3 separate regions of the Mus musculus genome follow, and regions 2 and 3 are each linked to region 1. The links are chromatin contacts, called in public promoter capture Hi-C maps. All regions are on one chromosome and are shown on one strand. The core of a region is the stretch at or near the end of the contact, and the rest is flanking DNA. Distances in the headings are between cores, read along the strand shown. Region 1 holds the start of Snhg16 (small nucleolar RNA host gene 16). Region 2 holds the start of Gaa (glucosidase, alpha, acid). Region 3 holds the start of Cbx8 (chromobox 8).

Region 1 (4,449 bases), core at 580-3,079:
TAAAAGCATAAACTCTGCGGGCTGAGATCAAACCAAGTCAGGCACCACTGAGGCTTTAACCAGCCCCTCCCCTCCCCTCTTGACACGTGTCTTCTCATCTGCCAGATGGGATAGTCCCAGGGCTTCATAGATAGCGAGGGTTAAAGAACCTGAGACAGTGAGCAGCCACCTAGCGAATCCAATTCGTCATGTGCTAACTACCATTATTATCTTGTCTGCCGAAGGTCACGTGCCCACGAGTTTCACAAGCGGCTTTGGGCAAATTCTTGAGAATTCCCCCTGCAAGTCTCACATGAAAGAACTTAATGTGCCGAGAGAAAATGCATCCTTCCTGTCAGAACTCAACAAAATAGTCTGTCTTCAAGGGTAAGATAGAAAATTCAAGGGCCTGTGTTCTTGCTGAATACATTATTGATTATCTCCTTGGGACATTCTGTGAGAAAGACACAGCCCAACACTAAGCCCAGCACTATGAGGGAATAAAAAAAATATTAAGAGAGTTCCCTCCCCCCAAAAGGACTCACAATTAAATTAAAGGAGAGAAATATACACGGATATGGTCATTAAGAGTGAGTAACAGATTTCCACATTAAAAAGATGATACAGGCTAAATGCTACAGAGTTCCATTTGAGGAGGACTGGAGGACCGGGCGAGGGTTGTGAATAAAAGGCTCTAGATCTTGTAAATTTAAACTAGCTTGTAAATAGGTATAAGTTCTGGCCCTGCCTTGCCATTTTGTCCTATTTAAAAATGAAGTCAAGATGCCCCATGCAAAATGATACTCTAAACGAACGAGGCAGGATCGAAAGACATGGAAAACACGCCCACGATAGAGGAAGAGGGTCCCTCATTCAGGAATCCTGTCAAGTCTCTTGCCAACAGAGAAACAAGAATTCTGGCATAATTACCAACTGCTGAAGGCCCTTTTGCCCTTCCCAGATATTAAACTACAATTTTTCAGCGACCCTCACCAATTACACCACCCCCACCCCCATGCAACCCCTAGCGACTTGTGCCTACAGTTCCATCCAACGCTTCTCTGGGGCCAGCACACTTATTTCACTTACCAAGATAGCAAGAAAGTGGGGAGGGGGTGTCTCCTAGCAACCTTTTAAGATGTAACTCACGAGCTACTAGAATTATACATGGCTAACACAATCAATTGCAACTCTCCTTGAGCCAGTTCCCACCCTGGGTATGCATTCTTCTTGAGCGCTTCTCTTTCTCCTAATCCTCACACTAAACCCCTCTATTAAAATGGTTTTTATCTCCAACTTATACCGGCTAGTCCTCAGCGCCGATTTCATTGTATCTTCCCTGTGAGAACAGTGCCACAGGCAGGCGAATACCTGGGGCTGCTGCTGCTGCTACTGACGGTCGCCCCTGCAGCTCTCGAGTGCCCCCTGCCGCCGGAACCCGCTCTCGCCCCCATCTTAAAAGCTTCTGCCCATTCCCTGGGACTCTCCCTGGACTTCACTAAGGAACTAAGCCAAGTGACATTTCTCCACCCCAGATAAAAATCTGCAGCACAATTAACGAGCCTCAGTTTCCTCAACGGTCCCTGAACCCTCGAACATTCTCCACCTCCCCAGACTTAGCGGGGGACCGCCGAAGTTCACAGTCCAAGCTCCTTACCCCGAACCCTCTGCTGCCCCTGGTGGCTGCCACCATCTTACCCCTTTCTCTTCACTCAATGTGAGGTGAGACGACCCATTCTTGGCAACGGTAGATTTAGAACTACATTTCCCATCAAACCATTCTCGACATCGCGAGAGTTCCGGCGAGACTTGCGGAGGGGAGGGAAAACGGGAAGACTGCGCGCAAGCGCGATCTCGTCCTTTCCGAGGTCCTCTGCCGCGTGTTTGGAAGTTATGGCCGCGCGGGTCTGTGGTGTTCTCCCTGAAAGGCCTAAGCTTTGGGTGATGGTAAGTTGTGGAAAAGGGAAGATGAGGTTTTTCCTACACATACCGTCGACACGCTTGCTCTCTCCGGAGGTGACGTGTCGACGATCAGCCCTTTCCTTTGCTATTGTGGGCCTTAGGAGGTCTGAGATGCTGTCTAAGGAAATGCTCCCCAGACTGCGAGACGTTTGATGCGGACGGGATGAAGCCCTTTTTGGTCTTCGATCTCCCTTCTCTTGGGGCGGGGAGCGGTCTTCTCTCTGTGACCCAAAGCCAGCCATGTGCTCAGCTCTGTCTTCCCTGGGGTCTCCATTGAGGGTGGTGGCCTTAAGTGAACACGAGTGACTCCTGCTAACTACAGATTGTCATGAACGGGATTGAAAACTGAAAGCCGTTAGCTCTAACGCGGCATAACTTCTCCTTCCCCGAAGGCATTGCCTTTTGGCACTCGGGAGACAAGATGCAGGTTCCGTCTCAGAAGTAATGGCTGGATCCCTGAAAGCCAACGGGCTCGGTGTGGTCCACCCGTCAGAAGGCATAGGTAGATGGTGGGCATCTGCCTCAGACATAGTTCTCAAGTTCAGCCAGAAGAATGCGCGTTGAGCCCTCTGCAGCCCGTGTCGGTAAGGGTTCCAAACAAGTCCAGAAGAGGGTCTGTGCCGGTGTAATTTGGGGCTATAGAGTGTCGTTCTGCAACTCAACGTGGTTGCCAGAACCGGATTTCCAAAAATGAGTTGGGTTGGCACTGGGGGGTTTGGGGGGCCTCTTGCTGGTTGAGCTGAGGATGATTTAAGTTATCCCTGTCTGAAATGACACTTTTGTGAAGAGTCATGGTTTACTGAGGCTCGACGTTTTGAGGTCTGTTTTGAGAATGACCACAGTAAGGTTGCTTCTGTTAGAATGAAGTGGGATCTCTTTATTACTCCTTCAGACGGAGGTGTTGTCTCCAGGAAGCATCATGGAAAGGCGTGGTGGTGCACAAGGGCCTTCAGGATGCCTGCGCCTGGTAAGAGCTTCATAGAGTCGCAGGGGTTGTGGTAGCTGGGAAGGGTTGGTTGTTAGGTTTGGGGTGGGGGTGGGGTTAGAGGTTGTTGGGGATTGATTGTCCAGAGGAGGGCGTGGTCCTCCTTACTCAGCACTCTCACAAGCTGCATTTAACATTGGTGAATACAAAATTGTTCCTCACTCAACTGCTAAGTAAACTGACGTTCAGTGAGTGGGTTCTGTTTCTTTTGTATATGCGTGTGCCACTGCATCTATGTGTCTGGTTGACTTGAGTGAGTTTGGTTTCCCCTTTAGCCACCAAGCTGTTTTTTGGCCTAGAAATTGGGTTAAGTAAAGATTTGGGCCTGCTACCTGGGAGTAGCACAGAGCCTTGTCTTCTGTAACACAGAATCACTGGCTTCCAAACCTGGATATCTCTCAGAACACGTAAAAAGTGTTAAAATACACACATTTCCACCCAGGTCAGTGGATGAGACGGGTATGGAGTGGAATTAAGAGTCCTCGAGGTTTGAGCAGGCATGGAGAAACGGTTTGATGACCATTCTCACAGCAAGACCAGAGCACTGGCTATGTTTAAGCACCTCCTGAGATAGGTTTTTTTAATCCTCAGTCTTAACAGACAGCCATATGCTTTTGTACATGTGGGTGGGGAAAGGAGACACTCCTTTGTATAGTGTCACCTCTTAGTGGCAGGTGTGGTAATGGCTGCCCTTCAGTAGGGTCGCTGTAGTGGGTGACCTGTACCATTTTAGGGATTTCACTGATAGTCTACAAAGACTTGCCAAAGACTCTGGCTCAGCTGTAAGGCAGATGCTGCTGGAAGTGACCTTTTTCCAGAGTCTTCCCTTGTAACCTGGATTGGCCTTGCATTTGTTGTGGAACAGGGGTTGGGTTCAAACTCATAATTCTGTCTTGGCTTCCTTCCTGTGAGTCACCTTGTCTTTAAGAGGACAGGAGTGATTAGAGAAATGGCTTAGTGGTTAAGAACATTTGCTGAATCTTTTTTAAAAACTTGTAAAAAGTTCTCGTGCACAAAGGCTGACCTGCTGTGGGAGCTGAGTCCATGATGATATAAAGCTATCTGTCTGGAGGCCTTTCTGTGTGGAGTGTGGATGCCTGAAACTCAGCCTTCCGGGCTTGCCTGGAAGACTCCATGTGAGTTTTTTAGAGTTAACCTTGTGTGTGTTTCCTTACTGATAGGTGACGGCTGCGCCTCAGGTTCTGGGCCTGACTCGGAAGGGTGCCTGTGAGCAGAAGAGCTGGCACGCGCAGCTCAGTGGACCATCAGTGCCAACCCGTCCTGTACCCTGGCTGAGGGGTGTGCTAAGTGGCAGGCAAGTTTCAGCAGGATTTTTTCGTTTCTTCGCTAGGTTTGTAGCTCTCTTGTGACAGACAAGCGATTGTCACTGGTTGAGCTGAGGATGATTTAAGTTATCCCTGTCTGAAATGACACTTTCTGAAGAGTCATGGTTTACTGAGGCTCGACTTTTAAGACCTATTTTGAGAATGTCCACAGTAAGATTGCTTCTGTTAGAGTGAGGT
Region 2 (4,449 bases), core at 1,023-3,522, 2.6 Mb after region 1:
GTCCTGGAACTCACTTTGTAGTCCAGGCTGGCCTCGAACTCAGAAATCTGCCTGCCTTTGCCTCCCCAGTGCTGGGATTAAAGGTGTGTGCCACCACTGCCCAGCAAAAGGTTGATATCTAAAAACAGCCAAGCAGCTGGGGAGACCCCAGCCCCACCCACCCTATTCATCCCTCCACAAACACACACACACACACACACACACACACACACCCTGCTCCAACACAAGAGCTCCACTCACCCGCCTACCCCGCCCTGGACACACCCACCGAAACGTGGCCTTCTCCAGTACTTGCTGTTTAGAAATGAAAGCTAGCCTGGAGAGATGGCTCAGTGGTTAAGGGCACTGATTGCTCTTCCAGGTTCCCTGAGTTCAATTCCCAGCAATCACATGGTGGCTCACAACCATCTGTAATGGAATCTGGTGCCCTCTTCTGACGTGCAGGAAGAACACTGTTCATAGTAAATAAATTTTTTTAAAAAAAGAAAGGAGCGACGGAGGGAGGGAGGGGGGGAGGGAGGATGGAAGGAAGGAAGGAAGGAAGGAAGGAAGGAAGGAAGGAAGGAAGGAAGAAAGGAAGGAAGGAAGGAAGGTGAAAGCAGCAGCTGTTTCAGTAGTGCACCTGTAAGCTCTGGCTGGGCTTGTTTTAGAGTTTTCTGATCGTCTGACAGCCCTAGGGAACTAGGCTCAGCCGCCTGTCTCCAGTACCAATTAAAGAGACAACAGTGAACAGCAGAGAAAGGGGGTTTAGTTGGTGTGGCCACTTTGGGAGGTAAAACAGATGGGAATGGAACAAATTGGGGGCGGGGGTGTGTCCTGGTGTGAGCTCTAACTCTGAATAGGGCAGAAGAGCTGTGTAGCCAAGCATGCTTGGTCACGGGACGCTCCTGTCTGTTAGGAGACCTCTGCAGAGCAGGGGTTTCCCTGTCGGACCCCAGAATAGGCACAAGCCACCAGGAACAAAGGTGAAGAACAGCAGCAAATGACTCGGCAGGTGTAAGGGGGGATGGGCGGGCCCAAGACAGGGTCTCTGTGTACCGTTGGCTATCCTGGAACTCACTCTGTATGTACACCAGGCTGTCCTGAAAATCAGAGCTCCACTTGCTTCTGCCTCACAGTGCTGGGATCAAAGGCGTGTGCTGCCATTGTTGGCTGCTGGTGTCATTTTTAAGAAGAGAGAAGGGGCCGGGCGTGGTGGCGCACGCCTTTAATCCCAGCACCCGGGAGGCAGAGGCAGGCGGATTTCTGAGTTCGAGGCCAGCCTGGTCTACACAGAGAAACCCTGTCTCAAAAAACCACACAAAAAAAAAAAAAAAAAAAAAAGAAGAGAGAAGGGGAGGCCTGTGTTAGGATGGGCTAGCATGCGGTGGTAAGGTTTGGTTTGGTGTATTAATTACATGAACCAAAGGGGGCTTCGGATTGCTGGACTTCAATACTTTAACAGCTGGCCCCTGGCAGTCAGCCTTAGGCGGAGGAAGTGGCCAAATAAGGGAAGAGACCTTGATGGCTAGCTTTAGGAATGTAATCTAATGTTTGTTTGTTTTGTTTTGTTTTGTTTTTCTTTAGCAAGGCAGAGGGAATGGGCACAAGGGAAAGATTGCCAGAGCCAAGCTCAGCACATTCAAGCTGGCCAGAGTCCATCCACCTTCCCTCGCTGGCCAGTCCTCTTGGCTCTCATTATCCTGCCTGCACACACTGTGCTCCGACAAGCTGCCAGAGCTGAGGACACCGTCTTCTCAGGCCTTTCTCCTCTCCCAGCATGGGATGGGGAGGGGGGCGTTGAATTTCTTGGTGTACATTGTTTCAAAAGTTTGACAGCCAGAGGCACAAATGCCCCTCCACCCCCCAGTGGTCCCAGCAGTACAGGAGAGTCAGGGCCTTGCACATGGTAGGCCAGTGCTCTACCCCTATCTACATCCGGCCTGCCAACTTTGGTTTTTGAAACAGAGTTTCACCAGGTGTCGTATGCTGGCCTCAAATTGTCAATCTTTCTTGCTGCTGCTTCCCGAGTGCTGGGATCACATGCCTGCACTACTACCCCGGGCTTCTGGCTCAATGTATGACCTGCATCATACTTATATCAAATGCCCCGGATCATTTACTGTTTCACCATCGTAGGTTTTCTGTGCGATCACGTGTTTGACTCTGACTCCAGGTCTGGGCTGGTTTAATCTACTGGAGCTTTTGCAACGCGATGACGTCCTATGGCTGCCATTCCAACACCTGCGCTCACTGTCGCCCTCAGCCACTAGGGGGCGCAGCGATAACACTCACACGGACTCCGCCGCCTACGCAGGAGGTCGTGTGACGAGGTCCGCGCGGACGAGCCCCGCCCACAGACCACGTGACCCACGCTGCCCGCTGAGCCTGGGGGTCTTCGGCCTGGAGGGTGATTGCGCAGGTGAGCTGGGCGAGCTGGTGAAGGCTGTCTCCGGCCCCAGAGCCTCCGGAGGAGCGGCCTCCTCCAGGCAGGCAGGGCCGACTGTCAGCGAGTTCCTGCTTTGGAGAATCGAGCAGAGACACGCGGCATAGGTGAGACCCCCGACCCAGGCAGCCACGGACGGTGACCTTAGTAAGACAGCAGGCTCCGGTAAAGTCCGGGATTCTAGTTCGTGCCCGCAGTACCAGGCGGGCAAAGCTCTGTGTGTATGTGACGCAGGGGGAAACTGAGGCACAGAGAAACCGAGAACCTTCACTTTGACCTCCCGTGTCTGACAGGTTGGATTTGGACACGCCTGTGCCTGGTGACGCAGCGATCCAGCTGCTTTCCAGAAAGCAAGCTTGAGGTCACCAGGTCAGCCGTGGCCTCTGAGTTCAGTTCCTTCCCATGTTTTTTTCTCTAAATTGTGGCTGAGAGAACGGGCCTCAGCTGCCTGCTCCCAGTTTCTGGGACTTTGTTCTAATGCGTGTGTTTCTGAGTTGCGCCCTGCGGCCTCCTTGGAGGGTCCTGGAAAATGCAGATTCCCACCCTGCCCCGCAGAATTTGAGCCTGCGAGTGTCCTTAGATGCTGAATCATGGTCAGTGTCACTTACGTCTGGAAGGGCCAGGTGGAGCTGGGCCTTACTCGGCAGTAAAGACAAAATGGGTCTCTGGTCTTCGAGCCAGATCCACACACTGGATCTTTCTGTGGCTCATTATGGTGGCTCATTATGGCCGCTGGGCACCTGAAAGACCAAGGCGTGATTGGAGGGTAGGAAACTGCAGCCTACGCAAGCACTCCAACTCCCTCAAGATGCTGGAGAATCACTCACCATGGTAACGGATTTCAGTCATGCCTACGTAACCGAAGGCCCACAGAACTGAACAGAGCTGGCTGTGGTCTCCAATGCCAGAAAGCCCAGCGTGTAGGAGATGGTGGCAGGGACCCAAGCCATCCCTGGCTTCATAGCAAGTTAAGGCAAGCCTGGGCTACTGCAGACCCTGTCTCAACATGGCAGCCACGTGGGTTCAGAGACCATCCCAGTTGATCAACACATTTGAGTGTTGGGAGCCTGGGAGCCACTCCCAACCGTTCTCCACCCATTTCTTCATTCTGGCTGTTCTTGAGTTACAGCTTTCAAAACCAACCAACCAGTAAATATAAGTGAAGTGCTTTTCTGAGTTCTGTGAGATAGTCTAGTGAATTGCCAAACTTGGTGCATGGTGTAGGGGTCCTCGGAACCACCATGGTCTATAGGCAGTCCATCAGAGAGGTATGGCGGCAACCTGGGGCTTACTGGCATCTAGGCGTGGCAGAGCCCCAGCCGGGTCATAGTTAACAACCCCCTCCTGGACTGGAAAACTGGGGAGCCACTAGCCGGAGAAAGTCACAGGAATTGTGGGTAAACACTGCCAACCAGAAGCACCCTGACTCACCAATGGCCACAGTTGGTCCCCAAGTGCTAATCAGTATTCACAGCTGCCTCTTCTGCAGCCGGGCCATCTCCTGAGTGTGTCTGGTGACCCTGAGAACCGTCCTCTGTGCTGAGCCCCACCACATGGAGAAGTCACCCCAGCCTTCTACCCAAGCCCCATTTCCAGAAGGCCCACACTCCTGCAGCTAGTGAACCCTGTGGCCCAGTCCTGGGCTCTTCACTCCCAACTTCCTCCCCTTGGGGTAGGACTTGGGTGTGGTGGCTCTTCCACCTTCCCACTCACCCTTTTCTCTTACACAGAAGGCCCTGCGATAAAGTCCTGGCTCCCTCACATCTGTCTGTACCTGTGTTGTGGGCCCATGTCTGCAGAGACACCCTCTGCCTCTGAGGAGTCTCCCATTGTCTCCTGTACCTGGCTTCTGTCTTCCCTTCCGTTGCTCTGGGGAAGATGCTCTGGCTGCCTCCTTCCACCTCCTGGCAGTGTGTGTGGGTGTTGTGTGAGAAACCCCACCCACACTGATACTGGCTCCTCCTCTCCTCAGGCCTTCAGAAGTATTCATGCTGCCCCGAACCAACAGGCTTTCACCATGAATA
Region 3 (4,449 bases), core at 614-3,113, 2.4 Mb after region 1:
GGACTGGTCACACCATATTGCACCAGGTCTGAGTCCTGCCTTCGAGCAAGCTGGATCACACTGTGGCCAGCTGGGAACTTTCCTGTCCCAGAAGAGGTCTCATCCAGCTTCCTGCCTTTCAGGTACTCTCCAAGGCCGGCACTGGGCTCTCCCAAAGGTCTCTGTGAAGGGTCCAGGGGCTCCTTCCTGGGTTTCGGTCCTCGTTTCTTGGAGCTGTCCCCCGGTGAGCTGGGCTTGTCGTCTACACGGCTGGTACCCCTGTCCCTCTCTCGGTCCCGGTCCCGAGGTGGGTCTGCCCTGCAGGTACTGGTGCTGCTCCCTGGTGGGGGTAGCCCCGTGTTCCGCAGGCCCTCTCGGGCCCTGGAAGTAGACGCCAAATCCTGGGGTGAGCGGCCTGGGTAAGGGATCCGGATGCCTCTGGTAGAGTCACTTCTGAATTCATAGGTTTTGGCCTTTGCCTTGGCCTGGGCCTGCAGAAGGAAGTTGTTGTGAGGAGAAAAAAGCCCCGCCCCCGCCCACCCCACCCCCCCACGACCTCTAGCCTTGACTGCCCAACTTTCCCTGGATGCCTGGGAAATTCTAATTGAGTGGGGAGGTGGGCTCTTAGTAATAGTCTGGGGGAGGGGAATGAGGGTTTGTCTGGAAGAAGCCATTTGCAACCAACAGACTCCTTGTGTAACAGAGGTCTACTTGGGATGGCTGGAGGGGGGGTGGGAATGAAGGCCTTCTGGTGCAGCTAAGTCCTGCCTCTAGAACTCCGTGATGGGGCCTCTGACAGAAGTCCAGATTACAAATACACACAAGGCAAGGGCACCCATTGATTTACAAGCCCTGCAGATCCTCCCTGAACGGCACACTCCACCTCTGGAGATCGCAACATACCTTGAGAAGGAAGGTTTTAGGCTTGGGTCCTCGCTTTTTGGGGCCATAGAGCTCCATCTCCCGTTCCCTAAAGAAAGAAAAGAGAGAGAAGGGGGTGTGTCCTGGCTGCACCGAAGTCAGCGTGTATGGGTTCTAGTGAGTGGCTAGGCTAAGGGTCTGTACCTTTCCTCAAAGGCTGCAAGGAGGCGAGCATCCAGAATATTTTCTTCGGGCTCCCACGTGCTGTACCTAAAGGAAACCAGGAAGAATGGAGCATCAGTCCCTGGAGCAGGAGAGAGAGGACAGAGTGGAGGGCGTGTATGTGTGTGCAACTTTTCCGGCTGCCTTGTGTTGTATTTCAATGTGAAGGGGAAAAGAGGAAGAAAGAACCCTCCTCGATATCAGTGTGGGGTAGCGATTGCATATAACCTACTTACTTCTGCGACCAGCCCTTCCATTTCACGAGATATTCCATGCGTCCCTGCAGATGCAAAAGGGAAAATGCTTGTGTATGTGTGTGCGTGGGGAGAAATGCATGACGAGGACACAAGAAATACACACGAAAATGCATGCACCAAATGAATGCTCCAAACACTACCGCCAAAGGAACCAGTCCACTGCAGCACCCCTGCAGAAACGCTGCACAAAGTGCATGCACCGGCATTCATCCCCCACCCCACCCCCCATCCATGCAATCTGTGCAGGGCTGCAAGTCTAAGGAGAGCGCTGGGGCTGAGCCGCCGCCGCCGCCGCCACGGCCGCGGCCGCTGCTGGGACCTGGGGGAAGGGAGGCTGGGCTGCAGCAAGGGGAGGGAGCCTGGGCCCTGGTGAGGGAGAGTTCGCGTCGCCGCCCGCCTTCCCCTTCACCTACTTTGCGAATGCGCCGCTTCAGGAGGGCTTCGGCCGCGAACACCCGCTCCCCCACCGCCGAGAGCTCCATGTTGACTCGCCGCTTCCCCCCTCAGCCGCTTCCAGGAGCAGAAAAGCAGCAGCCAGCCCTCGACAGCCCATAATACTCTCCCGCTGACGTCAGTTCTCCTCCCTCCCCCGCGCACTCTCCCTCCCTCCACCCCCTCCCAGCGCTTCCTCCCGCCCCACGTGTTGCTAACGACGTTGCTAAAGCCAAGCGTCCTGGGCCCGTTCTGCGGGCGCTGATTGGACTAGCGCCCGGCCACGCCCCTCTCCCCGTCTCCCCTGCGTTGCTACGTGACCCGCGTTCCAATAGCCAGGAGGCGGGGTCTCTGTCCACTCCAGAGACCCAGAGGGAGGGGGAGCGAGCCGTCAGCGGAAGTGACGCCAAGCGGGGCGGGCCCGGCTGCTGTCAGTCTGCACGGCTGGACAGGGGGGCCGCTGCCCTAGGCTCCCGCCCCTGGCCCCCCTGCCTGATTGCCCAGCGTTTCCCCGGGTGCGTGGCTTGCCCCGCCGAGCTATTAGGGCTCCCTGCGTAGGTGCCAGCCAGGCGCTGCCCCTCTGCAGACCCAGGCCCTCCCCACCTGCCCATGCCCTAGCTGGCGCCATCCTGGTCGCCAGCCGCCGTTGATGCACAATGCACAGGTGCTGGGGCGCATCGAGCCGCGCCCGAACCCCCGGACCTACGTCGCTTGCGCCGAACCTACTAATTCCCTGACCCCTCCCTTGCGGCCGCGCACCCTGGGTCTCCATGGCAACGCCCCCTCCTCCCTTCTTCACCAGTCCCATCCAGCTAACAAATCAATGAGCCTGCTCTTGGTCTCCAGTCGCATAGCGCTGCCCGCGTCCACCCTCCGGGTCCTGCGAGCTGGCGTGGGCGCTTCTCCGGGCTCAGAAGCCCAAAGCAGACTGGCACAAGCCAGTGTTTACCGCCTGAATCCATCCTGAAGCGAGACCCTGCAGGAGGGGTCGCGAGCCTCCTCTTCCCACCCTCATTGTCCCCAAGTCTCAGCTGCCCTGCCCCAGCCTCTATTCCTGACCCAGCCTGCAGTTTCCGTCCAATCCACTCCTCAGTCCTGAGAGAAGTCAACCCTGACCACATCTGTCCCGGCCTGGGTGGGTTTAAGGAGCCTATGACCATCGAGGCAGAGCCTAGAGCCTGGCTAGCTCTGGAGGCGCCGCGGCTCTGCTCCAGACCTGGGTGCAGAGCTAGTGCACTTTCTGTCTCGGGCTCTTCTAGACGACGTAAGCGTAAGCGGGGGATTCCCGACAAACATCAGTATGGACTTTGAGGGGTGTGGCGGTATCTAGTGCGGCCTGGAAGAGACACCCCCACCCCCACCCCCGACGCGAAGATGGCAAGTCCCAGGTAGGGGACGAGGGTCGCGCAGAGATGCCTCAGTCCCTTTTACACACCTGAGTACACTCAATGACCTTTTGCTCCTAGGCTCTCTTTCCTCCCCTCGTGGTAACCCCTGTTGAGGCGCGGGGGGGGGGGGGGTTCAACAGCAGCTATCCCCACATTGCCCTTTTACTACCCAAGCTCCAGATCACAGAGCCCGACCTCGGAACACACAATTTATTTAAATCGCGATATCAACTTGGCTGAAAAAAGTTTCCCTTGGCCAAGAAGAGGCTGGGAAAAGGGGAGAGAGAAAAAGAAAAAACGACGAAGCCCGGAAAACAGCGAGCTAAGGAGTCTGTTTCGAAAGGCAGGAAGCCCAGAGCGCAAAGCTGGCCTCGGGTCCAAGGCGCTACACACTGCACGCGCCAGTGCTGGCCTTGGGGCTAGCTCCGAGTTGGGCCCGCTGCGCCGGTACTCCCCAGGCCTCCTCTTGCATCAACAGTCGCAGGTTCCAGTTTTTGGCTTCACTCCTAGACATAGTAAGGTGTGCTCCAGGTGAGGAGTCCTCTCGGTTCTCAACGAACAGCGGATCCAGGATGCCCACATCGCCCCGGCGACCTTCGCCCGCCGCCTTCAAGAGACCGCCGACGGCTGGGTCCTTAATCATAAAAAGTCATTCCTGGTAACAAATAGTTTCGTCGGCCGGTGCCAGCGATACAGCTGTTTCTGTTTAAGCTTAAATACTTTCCAACAGTTTGGGCAGTAAAAATAAAGTCGGTCTCAGCCGCCTATAAGTGTCTGGTTTCCCCGCCCAGAGAAAGCCCACCCTAGCCCTCCGCCCGGGTCGCTCTAGTTGCTCCGCCTGCCCGCGCTTGGAATCTGTTGCCCGCCGCGGGCGTTGGCTGTCGGGCCACCCGGAGCTTAGCGGGGGCCGCGGCTCTGCAAGCCGGCTTCAGGGCCACCTTGAAGCCAGTGGCAGGGAACTGCGTGGAGTGGCTGCTGGTGGTGGTGGTGGTGGGCATCAGCTCTTCCTCTCTTTCTTATCCCTGGGAAGTTTGCCGATCAAGTAAAAGATGGTGGTTTCCCTTCAGCTTGGGTTTTGAGGAGAACTCTGTCCCTAAGTTGTGTGTCTTCATGGACCAGGGGGTTTTGGACGAGGGTCATCAACTGCTGGTTTCAATTTCACCGAAAAAATCCAGCTCTCTTCCACTCCTGCCCCACCATCGTCCTTTCTTTCCTCCCTTCCTTCCTTCCTCCCTTCCTTCCTTCCTTCCTTCCTCCCTTCCTTCTTTCCTTCCTTCCTTTTCTCTTCTTCTGTTCAGTTCCTAAATTTT

What was found. Promoter capture Hi-C pulls out the DNA fragments that hold promoters and counts their contacts.
Region 2: a promoter capture Hi-C map of liver shows a contact between it and region 1, with 2.8 times the contacts expected there. The contact joins the promoter of Gaa here to the promoter of Snhg16 in region 1. A contact is called at or near these places in 2 of 39 promoter capture datasets (embryonic stem cells and liver).
Region 3: a contact with region 1 is called in a promoter capture Hi-C map of liver, with 4 times the contacts expected there. The contact joins the promoter of Cbx8 here to the promoter of Snhg16 in region 1. A contact is called at or near these places in 4 of 39 promoter capture datasets (the C10 cell line, liver and pre-B cells).

What each region holds. Positions count from the first base shown.
Region 1 is chr11:116,669,831-116,674,279 of GRCm38.p6, forward strand. It overlaps Snhg16 (small nucleolar RNA host gene 16), which reads left to right and starts at 1,830. Exons shown (of 5, transcript NR_027821.1): 1 at 1,830-1,926; 2 at 2,334-2,525; 3 at 2,834-2,908; 4 at 4,108-4,241. It overlaps Snord1c (small nucleolar RNA, C/D box 1C), which reads left to right and starts at 2,675; the gene lies at 2,675-2,752. It overlaps Snord1b (small nucleolar RNA, C/D box 1B), which reads left to right and starts at 4,317; the gene lies at 4,317-4,393.
Region 2 is chr11:119,265,691-119,270,139 of GRCm38.p6, forward strand. Gaa (glucosidase, alpha, acid) reads left to right here and starts at 2,273. Exons shown (of 20, transcript NM_008064.4): 1 at 2,273-2,532; 2 at 4,398-4,449. The coding sequence starts at 4,443.
Region 3 is chr11:119,039,050-119,043,498 of GRCm38.p6, forward strand. It overlaps Cbx8 (chromobox 8), which reads right to left and starts at 1,864. Exons shown (of 5, transcript NM_013926.1): 1 at 1,733-1,864; 2 at 1,299-1,342; 3 at 1,045-1,110; 4 at 883-949; 5 at 1-470. The coding sequence starts at 1,801.